Linked DNA regions of Mus musculus: region 2 is linked to region 1. The links are chromatin contacts, called in public HiChIP or PLAC-seq maps. All regions are on one chromosome and are shown on one strand. The core of a region is the stretch at or near the end of the contact, and the rest is flanking DNA. Distances in the headings are between cores, read along the strand shown. Region 1 overlaps Trpm1 (transient receptor potential cation channel, subfamily M, member 1). Region 2 overlaps Fan1 (FANCD2/FANCI-associated nuclease 1).

What was found. HiChIP or PLAC-seq counts read pairs in DNA pulled down with a chosen protein or histone mark.
Region 2: an HNF4G HiChIP or PLAC-seq map of pancreatic cancer cells shows a contact between it and region 1. The contact joins two enhancer-like sites. A contact is called at or near these places in 1 of 39 promoter capture datasets (trophoblast stem cells), 1 of 484 Hi-C or Micro-C datasets (3T3-L1-derived adipocytes), 5 of 115 datasets of contacts at active chromatin or transcription factors (T-cell acute lymphoblastic leukemia, astrocytes, epiblast stem cells and 2 more) and 5 of 9 other capture datasets (adipose tissue, embryonic stem cells, liver and 2 more).

The regions. Positions count from the first base shown.
Region 1 is chr7:64,188,541-64,195,115 of GRCm38.p6, reverse strand. The region is part of intron 1 of Trpm1 (transient receptor potential cation channel, subfamily M, member 1); the gene reads right to left. Among named protein-coding and RNA genes, the nearest start is that of Mir211, 14 kb to the left of the region's middle. Within about 2 kb of position 2,430, at least 88 of the 459 cell types and tissues checked have an H3K27ac peak or open chromatin away from gene starts, as enhancers often do. A contact at or near this core is called in pancreatic cancer cells, where this site is marked.
Region 2 is chr7:64,357,172-64,363,496 of GRCm38.p6, reverse strand. Fan1 (FANCD2/FANCI-associated nuclease 1) reads left to right here. Exons shown (of 14, transcript NM_177893.4): 7 at 257-365; 8 at 1,438-1,557. It also overlaps the pseudogene Gm17930. Among named protein-coding and RNA genes, the nearest start is that of Fan1, 14 kb to the left of the region's middle. Within about 2 kb of position 2,761, at least 81 of the 459 cell types and tissues checked have an H3K27ac peak or open chromatin away from gene starts, as enhancers often do. A contact at or near this core is called in pancreatic cancer cells, where this site is marked.

The DNA.
Region 1 (6,575 bases), core at 1,181-3,680:
CAATTTTTAAAGTCAGACGTGCTGACACATCTAAAGCTATACTAATTTGGTGCTTACATGCGGAGAGGTGGCTAGAAAATATTAAATATCTTTGCTCTCCATAATGAAGTCACCATGTTTTTTTAAGTGCACAGCAGTTAACAGAAGCACCAGGATTCATCAGAGACTGCAGCCTGAGCCTTGGTGTCTCAGGTGGCCATATCGAGAGATCCTGACCTGATGATGCCTGTCTGCTCTGTGCAGTGAGCTCAAGGCCCAGGCGCTGTGGAACCGATACATACCACACCAATGAGCAACGCCAGAAACATGTTCGAATCCTGTGTTTGACTTTGAGTTGATTTCTGGTCACCCCAACTCAGAAGCCTTTGTTGCAGCCGTGTTTCTGGGTCTCCAAATCGACACCCTTCTCTACTTGGGTCACCGTTCACAGTTTAAGACACACAATACTCGGGAGGCTGATGCAGGAGAATTGCTGAGAGATTGAACTATGTAGCAAGACACTCTCTGACAAAACAAAGCAAAGGGCTGGAGAGGTGGCTCTGTGGTTAAGAGTGCCAGCTTTTATTCTGGAGGGCCGTGGGATTTAATTCCCGGCACCCACAAGGTAGCTCACAGTCATCTGTAGCTCTAATTCCAGGAGACCCTTCACTCTCTTCTGGATGCACAGATCCCAGGCAAAACACCCATATGTATAAAATAATAAAAATAAACAACTATAACAACAAAATCAACATGGTGCCTAGACTCTACCCTTTCTGTCGCTTTCAGACATGTCACAGTAAGAAAGACAAGGAGCAGGGCGTGTTGGGGAGATGGCTCTCTGGGTAACCTGAGTTCGAGTCTAGCACACGTGTAAAGAGATAGGTTTGTAAGTCCAGTAGTGCAGGGAGGTGTGTGAAGACAGGTAACTCCCGAGCATTCCCTGGCTGGCCAGCCTGACTGAAACTGTGAGCTTCCAGCTCGGTGAGAGAGCCTTCTCAAGGCACTTCGTGGGGAGCATGGGAAAGACGGCAGATGCCCGGCTCTGACCTGCTCACACTGGCCGTCCTCTATAGTCCCATATGGTGGATAAAGAAGCCAGTGGAAGGGTATGGGAACCCCACAAGAGGACCAACAGAGTCAACTAACCGGGATTTCTGGGAGCTCTCAGAGAATGAACCATCAACCACAGAACGAACACACACACACACACACACACACACACACACACACACACAGACACACACACACATGGGCTGGAATGAGGCCCTCGGCACATATGTAGCAGATGTGCAGCTCAGTCTCCATGTGGGGCCCCCAGCAACTGGAGTGGAGGCCTGTCCCTAAAGCTGTAGCCTGACTGTGGTATCCGCTCCCCAGCAGGGCTGCCTTGTGTAGCCTCAGTGGGAGAGGAGGGACCTAATCTGGTAAAGACTTGATTTGCAGGTGGGGGTTGGGGGTGGGGATACAGAGGGGGAACTCTCTCAGAGGAGAAGGGGGTGAGGAGGGCCTTGCGGAGGAGGGGACTAGAAGGGAGCACCGGAAGGAGCATAAATAAATAATTATAATGAGAAGGCAGGAGTTGGAGGAGGTTGGCCAGGAGAAATGTGCCTCTGGCAGTTAGGTCCTGTTCGGTCCACCCAGGCAGCACTGAGATGGAGCCATCTCAAGTGTGATTCTCTTTCCTTCTCAGCCCATGCAGGGCATCTGTGACCCCCATGGGGTGTCAGCTTGACTTTTGTCCTTCAGTCTCTGAGAAGGTGGGGTTTTCTGAGTGGCTGCCATTGTTTGTGGTCCTGGTCAAGTACAGTCTTTTTTTCTTACCCTTACTTCCCTCAGAATACTGGCTTCTCCCCTCGAGAGTACCAGCATGTGGGTCCTGGACAAGCAGTGGGAAGGGTGTAAGGGAGAGCAGCCTGATGAGCAATGGGGCCTGGTGTTTATTTTCTGGTAGAATGACCTGTGAGTGTGGCCGAGGTGTCCTGTGTAAGATAAAAGTGCATTCTCTAGGCTTTTAACGGAGCTTTACAGTAAAAGGGCGGAGTGAGGAGGTTGAGACAGTGTCAGAGGCTGGAGAAGTTTGCCCATGACAAGAGCTGAGAGAAGTCGGGGTCCTAGGGGATGAGAGGCTACAAGGCACATTAACAACTTGACCTTCACGTCTCTACATGAAGGACAGGGCCCAACAGGGAGGGTGGGAGAGAGCAGGCACACTCTCGAGACGGCTAGGGCAGGGACGAGGGTGAGTTGGGTGGGCTGTAAAGGCAGGGTGTGACTCTACTCTGGCAGAAATGGGAAAAGTGGCTTCCAGGCATAAACATTGGCTTTCTGCTACGTGAGACTGTTTACGCAATGGCCATTTCTTGGGCCAAAATTAACAGCAAAGTCCACAGTGAAATGACTGGACCAGTTTAGCCAGGACAAACTACTCGTTTCGTGTGTATATTTAGAGCAGACGACTCTGACTCTCACCCACGGCTGCTCATCCCTCACAGGGGCTTAGCTGGACTCAGGCATACAAAGTACAACTAGCTGCCAGTCGCACTTAAGAGGTCTAGACTCTGGTTTCTCCTTATAGCCTACAGGAAGTGAAGTGACTGACTGATGGCCCTGCACACTGCACGTGACTGTGGGATTCCACTGTGGAACACCCCACCCCCGGCCGCAAGGGGAGCACCTGGGGCAGCACCAACTGGCCAGGGAAACTGTCCACTGCAGAAAGTCAGACAGGCTCCCCAGCCAGAGAGCTTTCTGTGCACAGGGGATTAAAACCCACAGTCATTCCTTCCTGCTCCACCCTCTGCTTCAGGGGAGGCCCTGGCCTAGAGCCAACCGGCCTTTCTGGCTCTTGTGTCTCAAGTTTAGGCACAGCTTCTCTGTCTCTGTGGTGAAGCAGCTCTGAACACTTCCAAACTGCCCCCAGAAAATGAAGGAGAAGCTGCCCCTTGTCTGTGGGCTTGAGGCTGGTGTCAGACTCAGAGAGTCATGGTGCCTCGGGGGTTTACCTAGACTCTCACATGAAGACTTTATTTCTGGTGCTTGGCCCTCAGTATCCCTCAAAAGCACAGGGCTAGCCTATGTGAAATGTCAAAAGTTGTCCCAGCTCATCCAGCCAGTGACAGGACTCACGCTGTCTGCGCCAGGGGACATTGCCCGGACACATTAAGAAACCATTCTCCAATTGGGAGTCCCCGAGAAAAGAGTGATCTTTAAGTTAGCTGTCTTCCTCAGTAGTGTGGACTGATACGTTGTCGGTCTATGGTGACTCTCCTCCCACCCACACCTAGACAATCGATCCCAATTGAACTCAGTGTGCTACACACAGAGAGACTGGAAGGGGGACTAGCTGGGGGAAAGAGGGGAGTTAGTAAGAGAAGGAGGGAATAAAAGAAAGTAATAAGAGAATATGATCGAAACACATTGTATGTATATGTGAAATTGTCAAAATGTGAATATATTGAGATATAAGCCACAAGCCCTAAAATTTGCCTTAAAGCTTGTAGTTCATTGCTTTTGGTCCACTTCAGGGACTATATGACCATTGGCACTGTCTACATCCAGAACGTCTTCACGGCTCCTATAAAAGAGTCATGCGGTAAGGTAAGTCAGCAGGTAAGGTGCTTGCCACCAAGCCTGGGAATCTGTTCCCAGAATCCACACTGGAGAAAGAGAGAACTGTGTTTTACAGACTGTCCTCTGCCTCCACATCTGCACTGTGGTGTACACACACACACACACAGGCACACACACTCATATGCACACACATGTACACATATACAGAGGCACACACACACATACACATACACACATATACATTCACACACACAGGCCATAAGGAACCATTGGAGAAGGTGCAGACTCAGTTGCAGTTGAAGCTTCAATACCGAAGGGGTCATGGGAAGAGACTGAGGCCTGGCCCCATGTAACAAGGTTAGAGTCTCTGAGGAGAGGCCAGGAGAGGCTATTGGGAAAGGTACCGTCCAATTACAGTACAGAGCCCAACATTTTGAAGACTCCGATACCATAGATGACCACCAAGGACAGCAGCAGCCATGGAGGGATGCCCGCCTGAGTCCACAAGACAAGCTGTGTGTGTGGCAGAGGGCAGAGCTGGAGAAGTGCCACTGTTGAGGTCTTTGGAGCCCACAGGAACATGAGTACATTCCAGATGCCAGGTGCTGAACGTTTTACACTATTGGACGTTGGTTTTGGTTTTATTATGACCATGCCCTGACTCTTCCCTCTTGGAGTATAAAATTATGTAACTTTTTATTTTATTTTATGGGATCCCACAGTTAAGAGACTTTGGACTTCTAGAGAGACTGTAGTTTTAGAGAGGCTTTGAACTTTGAAAGAGACATTGGATGTTTTAAAGAGACTGAACTTTTGTTTGTATTGGGTTTTGGGGGTACAGGGTAGAAACTGAACGTTTAAAGTGTTTGAATTTCTATAGAGTGTGGGACTTTTAAAAGTTGGAATGTTTTATATTATAACATTATTAATATGAGATCTTAGGGATGAACAAGAAAGGAAGGCTTATAGTAACAGTGAAACGTTGTATGTCAACTTGACAAGGAGTATATTATGCTGGCTAGCTTTTGTCAACTTGACACACACTAGATATATCTGGGAAAAGAAAATCTCAGTTGAGGAAACACCTCCATAAAGTTGGCCCGTAGATCATGTCCTTATTGATGATTAATATGGGAGAGCTCTGCTTAGTGTGAGTAGCCCCACCCCTGGGCAGGTGGTCCTAAGTTCTATAACAAAGCAAGCTGAGACAGCCATGGGGAGCAAGCCAGTAAGCATCATTCCTTCATGGCTTCTGCTTCAATTTCTGCCTCCAGGTTCCTGCTCTACTAGAGCCCCTGCCTTGGCTTCTTCCATCAGCAATGTGTAGGCCAAATAAACCCTTTCCTCCCCAAATGGCTTTTGGTAATTGGCGTTTACTACAGCAATAGAAAGCAAGCTAAAATGATAAAGGCAAGGGAAGAAATCTTTCTTTGCTCACTGGGAGATCGAATGAGGCACCTTTTTAGTGTTTGTTTTGAGACAAGGATTCATGGCTGCCAGACTGGTCCCATACCTGCTACATAGCCTTGATGGTTTTGAACTTGTGATTTATCTGCTTTCGCTTCTGGGAACTGCAATGGCAGACCTGTATCATTCTATTTGGCCAACATGGAAACTTAGATAGCAAAACAACCCAAGGCAATGCTCAGATTCGAGGCAACCCTGTGGAGATTCTATGGACCTATTTTGTAGAAACAAAATCAGGGCTGATGCCCAAGTTCAAAGGAGGTTTCAATGGATAAATAGACTGTGAATCTTTGGAAAGCAAAAAGAACAAGATTGGAGAACTCATGTTTCACAGTTTCAGCCAAAATTCACACCTGGCATAGACCAAGAAAAGAGGATTTCAAATTCAGAAAGAGAAGCAGGGACCCCTGGACTCACTCCCCCTTGCTTGCCTTCCAGTCACCCCACCCACCCATGGTGCCACCTCAGAACCATGTGAATTCCTGACAACTATATCCTTAGTTAGAGATCTTCAGACCCAGTCATGCCACATATCAAGATGCCTGGTGCCTCGTGGTGTCCTGTGTCCCTGAATCCAGATAAGAACCACCAGCTTGGCCTCTACCCTACCTATCTCCACCAGAAGATGGTACAGCATCCTGATCCACACTTCCACAAAGCACCATTCACTGTGACTCCAGCCTCTGCCACCTAAAGACCACTAATGAGCCTTCCACACATTCCTGAAGATTGACAGCAAGAGCCTTCTAAGCATGCTGGGTAGTGATGCACTCCTGGCATTAGGAGGCAGAGGCAGGTGACTCTCTGTGAGTTAGGGGTCAGCCTGGTCTACAGAGCAAGTTCTAGGACAGCTAGGGCTACAGAGAGAAACTCTGTCTCAAAACATACACACACGCACGCGCGCGCGCACACACACACACACACACACACACACACACACACACACAAACCTTCTAAGCCTACTGAGGGTTGCTCCTGGGTTCAGAAGATGTGCCTATACTGAGTTAAGACCACTTTTGACACCTTTTTCACATCAATACAGATTGGCTCGAAGACTGAACCTCAAGTGCCATTTATCTGGCCCACCATCTGACAAGCTTGGGTAACAGCAAAGTTCCAAGCCTCTACTCAACAAAGCAAGACCAAATATCCACCCCAAGAAACACCACCAATAGTCTAATTCCAGATGCCTAGAATCCATCACAAAACCATAAACAATACAAATAACCAAAACGATGTTTTGGTTATTAATTACTCCATCATAATGTTCCCTTGGCTGATGCTCAAGACAGGATTTTTAAAATTGCAATGATAAATGTGTTCAGAAACAACCCTATGTATCTATGGGAAACTGATGTGTAATGAGGGTGTCAAGCTCTCTCAGTGCTGATAGTGCTGAAAATGTTGTATTTTCACACACCAGAGAATAAATTTAGACCCTTACCTCATGCCCCTCACAAAAACCAACTCAAATGGGATCAGACCTAGAAGTAAGAGCTAGAACCATAAATCTTTTAGAAGGAAGAGGAACGTGGGACTAAATCTTGACTTGGCAG
Region 2 (6,325 bases), core at 1,512-4,011, 170 kb before region 1:
GACTTGTCCAGGTTTGTGGATGAGGTTTAAATGCTGACCTCCATTTTAAATCTTGTTATGTCTTCTCTTCTCACCTCTCCTAGCATCCTGAGACAGGGGCTTGGCTGTGATGATCTAATTTTATAGTCCAGAAAATGGAACACACAACTCAAAGTATTGAAATATATCATCTCAAAGATAGAAATCCCACATTTTGTCACTTTTTACAGTTTGTATGAGCCCAGTTACTAACCCCTGGCATGCCTTGTCCTTTCAGGTACCACGAGGCCTTGCCGCCCTTCCTGCGCTGCTTTACCGTCGGGTGGATCTACACAAGGATTTCCTCTCGGGCTGTTGAAGTCCTAGAGAGGCTTCACATGTACGAGGTTAGAGCACCCTCCTCCACCCTTCACTGGGAAGGCTCGCTGGCCATGCACAGAGCCTGGGAGGAGCCCATTCAGCTTACCTGGGTCTCGGAGCTTGGTGGGAGACTCAGTTACCCTAGATCTTGTGGGTAAAAAGCTCGTACCCCCTTGTCATCTGTGGGGTATTGTCTAGAGATGTAGCTGCAAATAATAATTTGGTGACATCCTTAGCTTAAGACATCCCAGAGTTCCCTTTTACTGTGTCTGGTATTTCTGTATTAGTATATGCTTTTTACAACGGGAAAATGGCAAGCTGGGTCTTTGACTTAGCTCCCCTGAATCCCAGGACGATCCATGGACAAGATGCCGCATCTGTCATTCGGAAGCTCTTAAAGCTCCCCCATTTCACAAGGAACGTATTAGAGTTGACAAGATTTAAAGGTAAAGCAAAGTTGGAAATTAAATTAATTCAAGGTGTTTCCCTTATCTTAAGAAAGATTCCCTTTGACATTGTTAGGTGGCTTTGTTGGGTACACAGCTGGGGCAGGGTGAAGGTCAGGGGCACCTGGTTTGCTGTTTTTACTCTGGGAAGACAGGAGCATTCTCCTGGCAAGTTATGCTTCATCAGTTGTGTTGAAGTTTCTGACTCACAGCCAGATCCCAGACTGAAGGACTCCTCTCCCTTCCTCTGTCCCTTTCCATCTGTCCTTCCTGACAGACAGCGTGCCTCAAATCTCAGAGGGTCTAGAGCCTGCTGGCTTCCCAGAGTGTCAGGGTATGGCAGCACCAGCCAGTGCTTAGCTCCCTGTACATAGCCAGGACCCTGGGTGGCTGGGCTGCCAGAGGTGACGTGGAGAAGACCAGCACCTGCCCACAGACTCTGAGGGCTCAGCATCACTAGGCAGAGACCTGGGGTCAAGTACAGGTGCTCAGGCAGCTATGGTCATACAGGAGAACATCTCAAACTGCTGCCTGTCAGGGCTGGTCCTTGGCCTTCACTGCAGATGGACCTCAGCAACCCTGTTGGCGTCTGACTGTGATTAGAACCCATGTTCCCAGCATCTAACCACCTTTCTTTTCATTGTTGCCATAGGAAGCTGTCAAGGAACTTGAAAACCTCTTGTCTCAGAAAATCTATTGTCCTGACAGCAGAGGCCGCTGGTGGGATCGCCTGGCTCTTAACCTGCACCAGCACCTGAAGCGTCTGGAAGAGGTACTGGCAGCATACCCCGCTGCTTATTTGGTTCTTAATGGCAAACTCTAAGTGCTTCAGCACCGGGGATGGAACTCAAGGCATAGTTAAACAAACACTTGGCCACTGAGCTACCAAAGCCTACGAAAGCACCTTCCTTTAATTAGCTTATTTGTTTGTTGGAGGGGTACAGTTTCACTGTGTAACTCTGTCTGTCTGTCTGTCAGAACAGAGTTTCACTGTGTAGCTCTGGCTGTCCTAGAACTCACCATGTATAGCAGGCTGGCTTCAAGTACCCAGAGATCCACCTGCTTCTGCTTCTCCGTTGCTGATGTAAAAGGCGTGCACCGTACTGGCCATTTATTTTACTTTAATTAAAATGTAATTGCACCACTTCCCCCTTTCCTTCTCCTTTCCCATTAATTTCTGTGTTAGTGCTATCACCAAAAAAGTAATTTATGGTCCTGAGAAAAAATAGTAAAATGTATGGTTTTTATTAATAGTGATGTATTTCTCTATAACACATGGAAAAATTACTCCAGATAAAAACAAAAGCCTTTAAATATTTAGTTTTTATAAAAAACTTTAGAAACCACTAATATAACAAATGTGATAGTCAAATCAAAACTTAATAAATGAAATTTCCAAATATAATTAGAAGATATTTTTCCTTTGGCTAACATTCTTTGATTTCTTCCAACCTCATCCCCTACCCCAGGAAAGCAGGGGTAATTCTAACACTAGCATTAAATGAAGGCAGGAGATGTCTGTCTGCTCTGAGTGGAAGAGGAAAGGGGTTGATAGTGGGCTCCAGGAAATGCAATCAAGGAGAGAGAGGACCGGTGTGTCTCAGCTGTCTGCAGGTTCATAGTGGTTCTCTTCTGTCTCTGTCCTCTCTCTCTCTCTGTGTCTCTGTCTGTCTCTGTGTCTCAGCCACAGTCTGGGCTGGAGATGGTGGCTTAATAGACTTGTTGCTCAGTGCTTCTTGTTACAAAGGCTGATGGGAGTCAGTCTCTCCCTTTTCTCACTGCAGGTGCTTGAAGAGTATCCTCTGTGCTTCTGCAGGGCATTTTGCCCCATCTCTGAACAGGCCACCTTCTCTGGCAGGCCCCAGGGAACTTGGGGACTTGAAATAGACAGATCCTGTCACTCCTGTGGCTGGGCAGGGTGGGGCCTTTGAGGCCACTGCCTCTGAGCCAGGCTGGTAACAGTGACTCTTTGTGTGGCGGCCTGTGGGTTCCCTCCCCGACTGTCTCCATTCCAGCCCCGTGTTTGAACTGAATGGAAGGGACTGTGTCTCAGGGAGGATTTGTTTTTCCAGTGGTACATTTAGTGAATCTGGGGGAAAGAGGGCTGGAAAAAATTGCCCATGGAATGTGGAGGTATGCCGTAGGATTTTTTTCACAGCTTTCTACTAAACCAGCACCTTGTTGCCTCTGGTGCCCATGAAAAGCCAACGGAAACTGATCTCTGTCCTGGAGGTGGGAATGGGGCCTCTTCCTCCTGCTGCACGCTAAGGCTTGCATAGCAGGGCGGGGCTGACCAGCACCCAGCCTGGGAAGGCGAGCACGTGTGTCTGTTGTGCTACCTCTCGGCTCTCACTGTACTCATGGCCGAGGATGTTACTCATCCCTCCTTGTTCACAGTTCTGCAGACCTTTGCCGCAGTCATAGGGCCAGACAGGCCGCTGAGCTCATTGTTCATGGATGCTAAGAAAGTTCTAGTTCCTTTTAACCCTTTCCCAGTGCATTAGTACCATCCACACAGCTCCTGTTACCCTGTGCCCACATCCTCTGTCTTCTGTGTCTTCTGTCTGTCTGCAGGGCACACGTGCAGGGACACACCCCTCCCCACGCCAGGTCCCCTCTCCAGGACCAGCATACGCGGCAGGGTCCTGCTCGCCCGTCTCGGTTCCTTTACACCCATCATTAGTTCCCCAGGCTTGAGCTTCCGTTTGTTCCTCGGGCTTTGGTTTCGTTTTGTTTTTAAGTTTTTCTTTAAAGTTTTAAAGTATATTTAGAATGTGTATGCATGTGCGTGTGCACATGGGCAGGTCAGAGGTGAACTTGTGGGGAGTCATTTCTCTCCTCCCACCATATGGGTCCCAGGACTAAATTTGAGTTTTCAGGCTTGGCTGCAGTGGGTTTACCTACTGCGCCATCCTGCCCGTCTCTCATTTTTCTATTAGGATAAAATGTGTGCAAAGTTTGCCCTTTACGCCACTTTAGATATGATTCTGTGGTGTGTGTTATACTTACATTGTTGTACCTGTTTAGTTATTAGTGCAAACGAAAAGACTGAGGTCTTTGCCCATTTCTACCCTCCCCCTCGGGTTCCATAGGCTTCCTGCTTCCTCGCTGTTTTGGGAGTAGAGTTAAACTTAGCCTTTCTGCCTCTTTAACTCTGTGTGTGTGTGTGTATCTCTGTGTTTTTTTCTGTATATGGCCATATCTGTATGTCTGTTTTTATGTGTGTAGGTATCTGTGTGTTTATTTGTGTGTGTGTGTGTGTATCTTTGTGTATTTCTGTGTGTGTTTCTGTATTTGTGTGTGTATCTGTATGTGTATTTGTGTGAATATCTGTGTGTATCTGTATCTGTGTGTGGACATTTGTGTGTGTTTGTGTGTGTGTGTGTGTATATCTATGTGTGTGTATCTGTGTGTTTTTCTGTATATGGGCATATCTGTATGTCTGTTTTTATGTGTGTAGGTATCTGTGTGTTTATTTGTGTGTGTGTGTGTATATCTGTGTATGAATATCTGTGTGTATTTCTCTGTGCATTTGTGTATCTGTGTGTATCTGTGCATGAATATCTGCATGTGTATCTGTGTGTGTGTGTGTGTTCTGCGCGTGACCGTGCTTATGCAGGTGCCACAGTGTGCATGTGGAGATCAGGAGGACAACCTCAGGTGGTGGGCCTCAGCTTTCACCGTGTTGGAGGCAGGTCTGGTTCACTGCAGCATGGCCCAGGCTAGCTGGTCCTTCTCCTGTTTCCCCTCCTCTTGCTGCAGGAATACTAGGACTACAAAAGAATGGTCGCTGCTGTGCCCTGGTTCTCATGCATTCCGAGGATTCCTCACTCTTGGGCACCAAGTGCTTTACCTACAGAGCTGTCTCCCTGGGCTCCTGCCCATGGAAGCTGACAATGTCTGGCTCTTTTTAACCTTTTTCCAACAATCCTGCTGGCCACCCTCATGGCCCGGTTTCCTGGTTCATTTGCCTTGGTGTTTGCATCAGAGTTCCATCGTTACTCCAGCATGTTGTGACTTCATTTGTTGTCAGCGATGAATGATGGATGAATGATGGATGTGGTGTGGCGTGTACAGTCACCTGTAAATGGATTCTCAGGCTCCCTCCGCCCTTTGGCTGTTGGGAATATTGCTGCTGTGGATGTGGGTATGGAGTAATTCTCAAGTGCCTATTTTCAATTCTTTAGGGATGGATCTAGGAACGTACCTCCTGTGGCAACTTTATGTTTGGCTCTTTAAAAGCTGCCAGACTGAGGGCTATAGAGCTGTCTCATCAGTTAAGAGCACTGACCATTTGTTCTTTCTGAGGTCCTGAGTTCAATTCCCAGCAACCACATGGTGGCTCACAACCATCTGTAATGGGATCTGATGCCCTCTTCTGATGTACGGACATACACGCAGACAGCACTCATATACATAAGTAAATCTTAAAGAAAGGAAAGCTGCCAGTGTTGTTTGCAGTGTTCCCTCCATTTTTATATTCCCGCCAGTAAGCCACTCGGGCTCTGGATTTCCACATCCTGGCCAGCACGAGACAGTTTTTACTTTCTGAGCATCTTCAACTGAGTAGAGAAAGATAAGGAATGGTGTCCTGCTGTAGCCTTTGTATTTTGCTGAACATGGAAGAACCTTAGAAAACAGGACATTAGGTTCCTCTCTCTGCGTAAAGAATCCTGCTGACTCTGTCCCTGCCTGCATCTAGAATCACCGTGTAACTTGCTCTGAAGACCCCCAGCCTCTGTCAATGAGGTCAGGTGTGTGTGGCTTTCCCAGCTTCCCAGCTGTGTCCTGAGAACTTCGGAGCCAGGGCTTCCAGGAAGTCCTCTCTAGCCTGTGGCTTGGCCGTCTCTCGGGCCATGGTCTCTGTGAGGGGGTGGTAAGGATCAGAACCTGGGCACCGACAGCTCTGACAAGCTAGGCTCTGTCAATGTAGGCCGACTGTAGGCGATGAACAGTAAAGAGCGTTCTCCATGCTGTGGACTTGCTGTAGCCACATTGGGAAAGGAACAAATGCAGAGGTCCTGTGACCCCACCCCACCCACATCCTTCTTCAGGGTCAACAGAGGGCAGAGAGCCAAGGCTCTGCTGTGAAGGGCACTCACTGGCTGGAGCTGGCTGTAAGTCCTGCCTCCAGGGCAGAGAGCCAAGGCCAGGCAGCCAGCTCCATCCAGCGAATGCCCCTCAGAGCTCTCTGCTCTCCCCCATTCCACGATCCAGCCGCACCGTCATGGCGCCAGTCAACACAAAGAGCTCACTTTCAATCATGGAGGGGACCATCGAGACCTCAGAAAAGGGACATCAAGAAACAGTTGAACATACTGAGCCAGATGAAATAGACTTAATGAACAAGGCAGCGAGGGAACATGGAGAGCAGAACAGAAATAGAACGAACTTCGCCAACTGTTCTTAAAGAAGAGGTCAGAGCTGATCGTCCAAATCCCAGACCTTTACGGAACATCTGTCAACTCTGCAGGGATGTGCACGGCCTGGAGAAGAGGATGGCGGGGTGTTGCAGTATCTGCAGGCGAGAAGAGACAGAA